2 separate regions of the Sus scrofa genome follow, and region 1 is linked to region 2. A link is a contact called in public HiChIP or PLAC-seq data. All regions are on one chromosome and are shown on one strand. Each heading gives the region's core, a stretch centred on a gene start, on an enhancer-like site or on the middle of the called end of the contact. The rest is flanking DNA. Distances are from core to core; before and after follow the strand shown.

Region 1 (5,021 bases), core at 24-2,523, 400 kb before region 2:
CCCCGACCCTGCTTCCCTTGTCCAGGACTACCAACAGGATGCTGGACCAGGCTGAGCTGGACAGCCATAGCCAGGTAGCCAGTTGGATCCCTCTCCAGTGATAACAAAGGTCTGGAGTCTCAGAGGGCTTTTCCTAGGACAAGACGTACCTCCAGATCAAGAAATTATTTCAGCTGTGGCATGATCAACAAGTTCTGGAGCGGAAGGAAACCTTTCTAAACCACAAATAACAAAAAACATCTATCTATTATGTCAGAAGACAAAGTTGTCTTTCTATTCTCTGTACATAAAATGGCATTGTAAAATTTTTACCATGTGAAAAAAGATCAATGAGTATAACGCCAAAAATATAGGGAAAAGATGTATTACATAGATGGGTCAGCACTTAAGTTGTAATTGTAGCAAAAATTGTTAATTAAAACTAATGATGATAATGCTATTTTTCTGGATGCTTTCTAGAATTTGTAATTTTTTATGCTTTGATTTTTTTCATTTGAAATCAATTTGTACCTTGAACCTAGTTTCATATTCTCTTTCATAAAGAGGGTTCCACATTTGAGAAGCTTCAGGCCTCATAAATTTTGGGATCTACCCTGACAGAGGTCTTTTTCTCTGAAGAGGCAGGAGAAAGAACTTAAGAAATCACTAAAATCACAAGAGACTGGTTTCCACAGTTTTTCTTCTCTCCATTAAACCTTCACCTTCTCATATTTGGTTGTGCATTTATTAAAAAAGTTTAGTAGAGCCAATAAGGAGTAATCAAAATATCCAAATTCAAAAGACCCAACTGAGCCAACCTCACTCAAAAATCAAGGGCCCAACTCTGTCTTCCTAATTTGGAAGAAGACAAACTTGCCTGGATTGGTTTTTGGAATAGGAATTACTTGAGAAGTGCAGAGTTCCAGAAATTGAAGAGCGTATCATTTTGTCAGTACACTTCTTTTAAAACGAGTTATTAATACAGAGGCAGCCACTATCAAATGTCTTCCTACAACACATCAACCGTTATTTTCCATCTATTCAGGAGGGACTGGCAAGGCTGAGAGCCAATGAAGGAAAAAGAAATGACTGCCCATTTTGTTGCACCGAAACCAAAGGACTCTTGATTTATCAGGACGTCTGGCACACTCTTTTTCAGGGGTGGGGGGAGGAATGGGTGGTGGAAATTAAGGGTTGTAAATTTTATAAATCAAGCCCTCTAAAGTAGGCCAATTGGTCAGCTGCAAACTTGGCAGCATCACGAAGCATGTGTGCTGGGGCAGCTTCAGAACACAATGTTCTGGTTCACTCTGCGAGCAAAGGGAAGTGGAATAAGGGCTCAACCCAGGACAGAGGGAGGACTCAGCACAGACATGCAAGAGGCTGAGAGACAAAGGAACACTAAGGAATAAAGGCAATGTCCTTGGACTGCTGACCACAAAGACGTGTGTGTGTGTGTGTGTGTGTGTGTGTGTGTGTGAGAGAGAGAGAGAGAGAGAGAGAGAGAGAAAGGAGAGAGAAAGACTGATTAGAGCCTTCAAAAGAGGTGCTGTGGTTCTGATGTTTACTGAAACTAAATTCTGGAAAATTCAGAGAAGTTGTAGGATTAATGATTGATTAGAAAGTAAAAACTGAATACTTTGGGCAAGAGTAATGGTGAAATTTTGCAAAAGTACTTGGGAATAATGTTGAGTCTATAAACTTTGAACCATAACGATGTGTGGAATGAAGAGAAAAAGAATATTTAAAAAAAAAAAAAGGATAGCCTGAAACATAGATTTTTAGATCCAAATTTAATCAGGACCTGGCAGGGCTTTTTCAAAAGCAAATTTACATTTCATATTATTTCAATAATTACTTGGTTGCTAATGAATATAATAATAATGTGTGATATATAAAAATAACTTAAAATAGTTGGCATATTTGGGCAACCAGCCCCCTCAGATATTTTCAAATAGTTTATAAGAAAGTTAACGGAATATTTAGAGTGAAAAAAAGAAGAAATAGTGTTAACAGTTTAAGAAAAGGAGCCAGTAGTAAATTATACTTTAATTTATAAAACATTCTGTGAAATGGTCCTGACTGCTTATAACCTTGAGATTTTTATTTTCATTCTAGTGATTTAGAATTGTGTCATGGTGATATTCCACTCACCAGAATCACTTGCAATTGATAGCATGCGATGAGCAAGTTCAATGTGTTTTTCTTCAAATATCCAGTACTGTCATAAGCTTGAAAGGATAGAGAGCAAACGTGATAATTGCTAAATTCCAAATGTACACTATCATTAAAATTTTTTAAATTGAAAATAATTGCCGAAGGAATGTCACTGTCTTTGATTTACAGGAGAGAAGTTCAAGTTTAAATGAAAAATGATTTTTACTTAAGAGCATCTCTTTCTCCTCTAACACAGGGAAGAAAAAAAAAAAAAAAAAGGATACCTTATGCATCAGTGTAAAAAACCAGAGACCGCAGTGGCCAAGACTCAGCTGGTCTTTGTAAAGCGGTTTATAGCTTTCAGCTAAAATCTCTAAGTGAGAATTCTCATTCTCAGCTGCTGGCTCCCTGAGAGCTCTCTGTGGCCTCTGACCCCATTTCCATGGAGATAGAGGTGGGAAGGGTAAAAATAAATTAAAGGGGAAACTTTTTTTTTTGAAGGCAGCACTTCCAAATCCCCACTCCTCCAATACTAATGAGTGTCCAAGTTAAAACAACCACACATCAGTAACTGAAATTCCCTTTTTCTTCAGGGTTAAATGGATGAAAATAAGGTATTTGACTGTAAAGATACATTTGCATGAAAAAACAAACAAACAAACAAACCCCCGTTAGATACTGTTTAAGCTCCAAAATGAAGCTCAAAATGAAGGTAAAATTAAAACGGTTCTTGCCACTTAACAGTGAAAGAAAATCCTACCGTTTTCCAGGGTTTGGTTTTTGGCTGAGAGCTGTGATTGTTAAGGGTCAGGCTCTGTAGACTTCTATTAGGGGGGTGGGAGGGGTGGCTGGTGTTTCTCCAAACATCAGGAAGTTGGACTCTTCATCAGGAGAAATTTTTAAATTGATAGTTTTCCTTGCATCTATCAGTTAATCCATTGTTTTGCTGTAAGCTTCTGTTCCCGACCATCTAACTGAGGCTAATAAAAATAGATAGGAAGCTCCAACTGTTGATGTAACTACCAGCTCTACGGCCGGCTCCCAGCATCCATTCATTGAGTCATTACTTCATACCTGCTACTGGATGATATATTTTCTCAATTAACAACAGCCTCTTAGGAAAAAGCTTTTTTTAGGGAAAAATTGGAATATACACAAAGTCAGAGTAGTCTGATGATCCCGATGTGCTCATGACTCAATGACAGCAATCATTAATTCATGGTCACTCTTATCCTTGCCACCACATATTCCTCTATTATTATTATTATTTTTTTTTGGTCTTTTTTGTTGTTGTTGTTGTTGCTATTTCTTGGGCCGCTCCCGTGGCATATGGAGGTTCCCAGGCTAGGGGTTGAATTGGAGCTGTAGCCGCCGGCCTACGCCAGAGCCACAGCAACGTGGGATCCGAGCCGCGTCTGCAACCTACACCACAGCTCACGGCAACGCCGGATCGTTAACCCACTGAGCAAGGTCAGGGACCGAACCCGCAACCTCATGGTTCCTAGTCGGATTCGTTAACCACTGCGCCACGACAGGAACTCCATATTCCTCTATTATTAATGAAGCAAATACTAGATATTTTTATCTATGAATATTTTATTAATAAAATGTTAAGGACTCACTAAAAATAAACCTAATATTACCACACTGAAAAAATTAACCATCATTTTTTAATATCAACAAATATCAAGTCAGCGAGATGGCTTTTTGAATTTATTAGTATTGTTTTTGTTATATTATTATTACTCACATTTTATAGTTATAGAAACTGAGGGCAAGAGAAGTTTAAAATCCTGTGCAATATCTCACAGAAGTAGGAGAACCTACTTATAGGTTTAGGTACAGATGGACAAAAACTCATTTTCTTAGGATCACAAGGACTATAGCCAAACAAATACTAGCATTTTGTGTGTGTATACTTACTATGAAACTTTGCCCTACTTGTCTTATTTAATTCGCACAACCCAGTGAAGTAGATGCCATTATCTGCATTTTACAGGTGAGGAAGTGAAGGCAGGGAAGGTGGCACAACAGGCTGTAAGTGGTGTATCCAGTTAGGGGATACATTCACTCGCTCTCTCCGTCCTTTACTTACTACTTTTCTTTTTATATATCTTTATATTTATCAACTTACCCACCTACATATCCATTTATTTGAATAGATAATAAATTTGCAGGGCTCAAAACTCAAGGGGTATGGTACACGTGGAAAAATCTTTCACCTCTCTCCCCTTACCATCCAGTTCCCATCTCCAGAGGCAAGCAAGATTTTGGACTTCCTGAATATCCTTCCCTTAGTATTTCATGCAAATATAAGCAAATGTTTATCCTTCCCCTTCTATTTTTATGTGGAAGGCAGCATCCTATACACACTGTTTTGTACCTATGGATTTTCACTCAGCATATTTTGGAACTTTATTGTTTTCTTCTGCACTTTACTCATACTGCTCCATCTTGCCCATTCATATTGGGATACAAATCCAGATCTGAATCTGAAAGCCTCTAAATCTTAACTTCCACGTAAATATTTAATGTTGACTTGGAACTCCCATGTTTTCCTCATTCATTTTTTGAGCCTGCCTAAGCATGCTTTAAGATCAATTGATTCTGCTATCATTGTCTCAGGTGGACTGAAACATACCTTAAAAGCAAAATACATTGGATTGTGTTAACTGAGATCCTAGCAAAGTTTCATTTAAAAATAATCCAATGCTATAATTCATCAACTTTTAGATATTCTTTATCTCTTTCATTTTGTAATAACAATTGAAGTATTCTCAAAGTGGATATGACTTGCAGTAAGAGACACTATCAACTAATGTAGTATAATACAAATAAAAAATAAGGGTGGAAAAATAGTTTTAAACAGCTTTTTGAAGAATTTC
Region 2 (4,456 bases), core at 733-3,232:
CTTTCTCTCTTCAAGGATAAATTCTGATTATTTTGCCATGGCTCCCCAGAAACACAACAATCCATCCAATAGATCCTGGTCAAATTACTCCTTTATTACTTATAATAAAAGAGAGTTTCTACATGAGTCGTCTGTAAATAACAAAATTCTGAGACTATGTAAAGGTGAGAAAGACATCTGTCTTTTAGATTTTATTATTACTATTTTGACAGAATGCATTTTTAATTGCCATTTTTCCATTTACATAACAAACAAAGATTCAATGTCAAAAACTATAAAAGAGAGAGAGAGGGAAGAAGGGGAGGAAAGAGAGAAAAAAATGTAAAGAGAAAGTTAAAATTGCCTGTTATCCCACAATCTTTGAAAAATCCCATTAATAGTACTTACATGCAGATATTTTTAATCCAAATTGATAATCAGAACATATAATTCTGTTTTATACCTGCTAAAAAGGCCCATTCTTTTAGCATTTCCCTGCCTGTAAGCATATTTCATCTCTGGGCTCAGATTTTTTGAGGTTGAGAAGCTTCCTTCTCACCTAATTGAATCCTTCAAGCTCTAAAACCATAAAACTGAGACATGGCTTTTAAGACTCAGGTTTGTGTTCTTTGAATTTTCCACTGGAAATAAAGATATATTTTTATTTGGATCGGGACTTGAGAACTTGAATCAGAACCAAGGAAACATCCAGGGTCGTCTGTCTCCAGTTTACTTTTTTAAGCATTGCCATTTGATTCTTTTCTCTCCTCAACCTATCACTCTGTATAAGATGAGCACTGTTTCAGCATTTCTCTGAAGCAGAATGATGCCATTGCCTGGAGCCAAGTGAGAGTGCCCTGATGTTTAAGTCAGTGTTGTTATAACAATGAGCATGCAAGCGGAGGAGAATGATGGAAGAGACTACCCTTTACCATGTCTTCTAGTGTTTTTTAACCTATTGGCCCACCTGCGGGAAGGATGGGACTTGAGGAATTATGTTTGTTTACACTAACAACTGTTCTAACGCTTCAGCAGAGGAACGTTTGGAAAGGTTCTCCTTCCCTTTGGAATGTTGGCCAGTCCTGCATCCTTCCCTCCACATGGTACAAAATGTGAACTGCCCACTAACTAGGCTTTTTAGGATCCCTGTATTTCCAGAGCAGTGGCAATGGTCTTCTGTTCTCCTTGACCAGAAGCCATGTGACCGATATTCAAAGGGAATTTCCTCTTTTAGGAAAACACATCTATCTGTGGGACAGTTAAAGAAGGAGGAGCTGGGTGAGTAAGCTTCCACTGATACAAGTTCCGATGCAGCTAGGATGCATGTCCCACGTGAATGGGCAGGGTTAGTGTTCTCCTCATGCTAAAAACCCAATGACAAAGACAACCAGAGGACAGTTCTGGCAATGTTTCCATGAGAGCATGTGAAGCCCTGTAACACCAGACTGGAGGAAAAGAACTGTCAAACCCTGGAGAAAACCACAGGGATTCCTAAAGCTTTTAGCAGGACCCAAAAAAAATTTTTTAAAGGATTAAATCCACCAACCTGTTAAATGAGCTATTCCTCTTATGGGCTGCAATTCATAATTGTTATCCTATTTCTTGGGAATCAGAAACAGATCCTGGTAGCAACCCAGTTAAAACTGAGGAGAAGTAAAATTAAAATGTTGTATCTGGTTTATCTTTTTTTAAGTGAGCAATGAAACAACTGCAAGGCATATACTGCATACTTCACGTCTTGGATCAACAAGGGAGCCACGCCAAATGTCAGATTAAATATTCCACAGCTGAAGTGTTTGCATAACTTTTTGGTGGCTACCATTTAAAGAAAGAAAAACAGTGATGGGCCTTTAAAAAAATATTCCCTTAACTTGACATGCTCACAGTGTACTGCCAGCAATTGCTCTCGACTTGGAAGGCGAAGCCATGCATATCTTGTCCCTGGAGCGACAGTGCCAGCTGGCAAGCGTGTCCCTGTGTTTCCATTCGCCCCAGGAGTGTGAAGCCCCACTGTGCGCCCTGAAGGCCACAGCTGCACGGCTGTATTGTTTAACCATCACTGCTTTGGCTAAGAAGCAAGTCATTTCAATAAGGAATTTCCTGGTTCCTGAAGTGTCTGTCATGTTTCAACAATGAGTTTGCAATGGCTGCGTGTGTTTTCAGTTTGGGTTGGCTCTGTGGGTCTGCCCAGGAAACTGGAGACAGGTCTTTTATTGAAACTAAATAATAAGTCTGAACAAATCAGCTTTATTGTCGTTGGCTCTGGCATGGTCTGGATTAATTTTAGCTTTATATTTCTAAAGGGTTGCTCAAGAGGTGACACTCTTCCATCTCAGGTTATTCAAGGGAAGAGAAGGAACTAACATATTTTACATGCCTACTCAGTGTCAGGTGCTATTCATGCATGATCTTAGGGACTTTTCCTAACCATCTAAGGAACTAGTTCTTTCTCTATTCATTTTACCAATGAGGAAACAGAGGAACTAAGAGGATCATTCACTTGCCAAAGATCATCCAATTAAAATCATAGGTTCTGAAGTCCAATTGCTGTGTTTCATCCCAGATCTGCCACTTACTTTCTTTGACCTTGGGCAAGTCAATTCACTTCTCTGTTCCAACATTCTTCTTTGGAAAATGAGAATAAGAATGGGGATCTTCCACTGAGGATTAAAGAGAATAATGTGTGTAAAGTGATCTCTACATGAGATGGTCAATACATTCAGCCTATATTACCTTACAGGGTAGAGACTGCAACCCAGTGAGGCTCCTTTCCAAGCTGGTGGTATTGCCACCTTCTCACCAGTCTCAGTCAATGCCACTCTTATGCATGGGGAAGGTTTAAGTTAGCACTGATATTCAGGATTCAAAGCTGAAGATGAATCAACATCCTTGTTTTAAAATTATTTTCTCTATTGAGGCAAATAGGACTTGTAGCTCTGGCTCAGGCTCCTAAAAAAAAAGATCTTTCTGAAAAAGGGATCAGAAAGACAGGAGAAATGATGGGAGGAGCACAGGCTGGAGGGATCTTTTGTCTCATTGTCCAGGTAAGTGGCTTGGATTGAGAACTAAAAACTGAAAAGTTCCCATGTTTCCTCCTGACAGCTGATGTCTAGTCTATTCACTGCATTAAAAAGCAGAGCTAAGCTGGTGATGCTATAGCCCAAATTAATCATCACAGAGCCTTCAGCCTGGTGCTCAAACCCCGCCTGGTTGCTTCCTGTGTGCCAGGCTCTTTGCTGGGCCCTGGAATGTAAAGATGGGTAAGACAAGTCCTACCCATCTTTGCAGAGCCCAGACAAGTGATCAAATGATCCTAAACAACACAGGGACCTTTTTTCCAATGAAGCTGTTTAAATTCTGGATCCTCTGAAATCCATTAGAAAGGAAACTTGTGTAGTGCATTAGCTGTCTCATAACTAGGAATTTTTGAAGCTTTGTGAAGAGGCTTAGGTAACTTTATTTAATAATCCTCAATAATAAAGCAAAATCCACAAATAGGAGGGAGGCCCATACTGCAACCAACTCAGTTAATCACTTGGAAGTTTTTCCAGTCTCGCTAGGATTTCTCGGGCATCAGTTGCCGCAGTAACCACCTCCAGGCACTTGGAATCAAGAGACCCTAATATGAGTTTCAGCCTCGCCACTTACAAGCTGTTTGATTTTAGCTAAAATCATTCAACCTGTCTGAGCTATTATTTTTTATCTGTAAAATGGGGAAGATAAATAATATTCAGGCTATAGGTTTATGATCAAAGAGTAAACAGATTAATGTCTTTGAAAGCCCCTTTTATGAACTAAAGAGTTGTAAATACTTATTCTTGTTACTTCCATTCATACTCTCTCTTCCATTCACTTGGGTATATTGTGCATAGTGTGACATTTAGATTATAAGTTTATATAGCTTTTATCAACATTTTATACAGCTTTTAACTTTATAGTTTGACATTTGTGAATATTTCAATAGAGTGTGGAAAATGATAGCATCAGTGAACAATATTTCAGTACCACCTTCAACAGATAAAAAAGAGTACCACCTTCAACAGATAATAATTTTAAACAATTATTTGTGAATTATTTACTTTATGTTAGATATTGTGCTAAATGCTCTGTGTATGTATATGTGTGTAAAATCCCAAACATCCCATTCTCACAACAAATTTATTAGGATATTATTATTTCCACATTACAAATAAAGAAACTGTGGTTCCAAAAGCCTAAGCAACATCTTCAAGGTCAGAAATCTAGTAACCAGTTGAACTGGGATGTGAACTGCTATCTGCCTAACTCCAAAGTACAGGTTCTTAACTACAGTCTATCCTGTGCCTGAAGATGATAAAAATAATCTGAAATGGAAAGGAATGGCTAATAAAAATGTCCTTTTATTTTGTTTGTAGAAAATGGAAATGTGATCATTTATGATTTTCTTTGAGGAGTGGATAATAATTATAAATATGTACCTATGGATAAAAACTGATGA

Evidence for each region. HiChIP or PLAC-seq counts read pairs in DNA pulled down with a chosen protein or histone mark.
Region 1: an H3K27ac HiChIP or PLAC-seq map of skeletal muscle shows a contact between it and region 2, with 5 times the contacts expected there. The contact joins two enhancer-like sites. A contact is called at or near these places in 1 of 47 Hi-C or Micro-C datasets (heart right ventricle) and 1 of 2 datasets of contacts at active chromatin or transcription factors (skeletal muscle).

Annotation. Positions count from the first base shown.
Region 1 is chr16:46,393,198-46,398,218 of Sscrofa11.1, reverse strand. No RefSeq gene overlaps it. Among named protein-coding and RNA genes, the nearest start is that of PIK3R1, 39 kb to the left of the region's middle. Within about 2 kb of position 1,273, at least 32 of the 83 cell types and tissues checked have an H3K27ac peak or open chromatin away from gene starts, as enhancers often do. A contact at or near this core is called in skeletal muscle, where this site is marked.
Region 2 is chr16:45,998,762-46,003,217 of Sscrofa11.1, reverse strand. No RefSeq gene overlaps it. Among named protein-coding and RNA genes, the nearest start is that of CD180, 410 kb to the right of the region's middle. Within about 2 kb of position 1,982, at least 16 of the 83 cell types and tissues checked have an H3K27ac peak or open chromatin away from gene starts, as enhancers often do. A contact at or near this core is called in skeletal muscle, where this site is marked.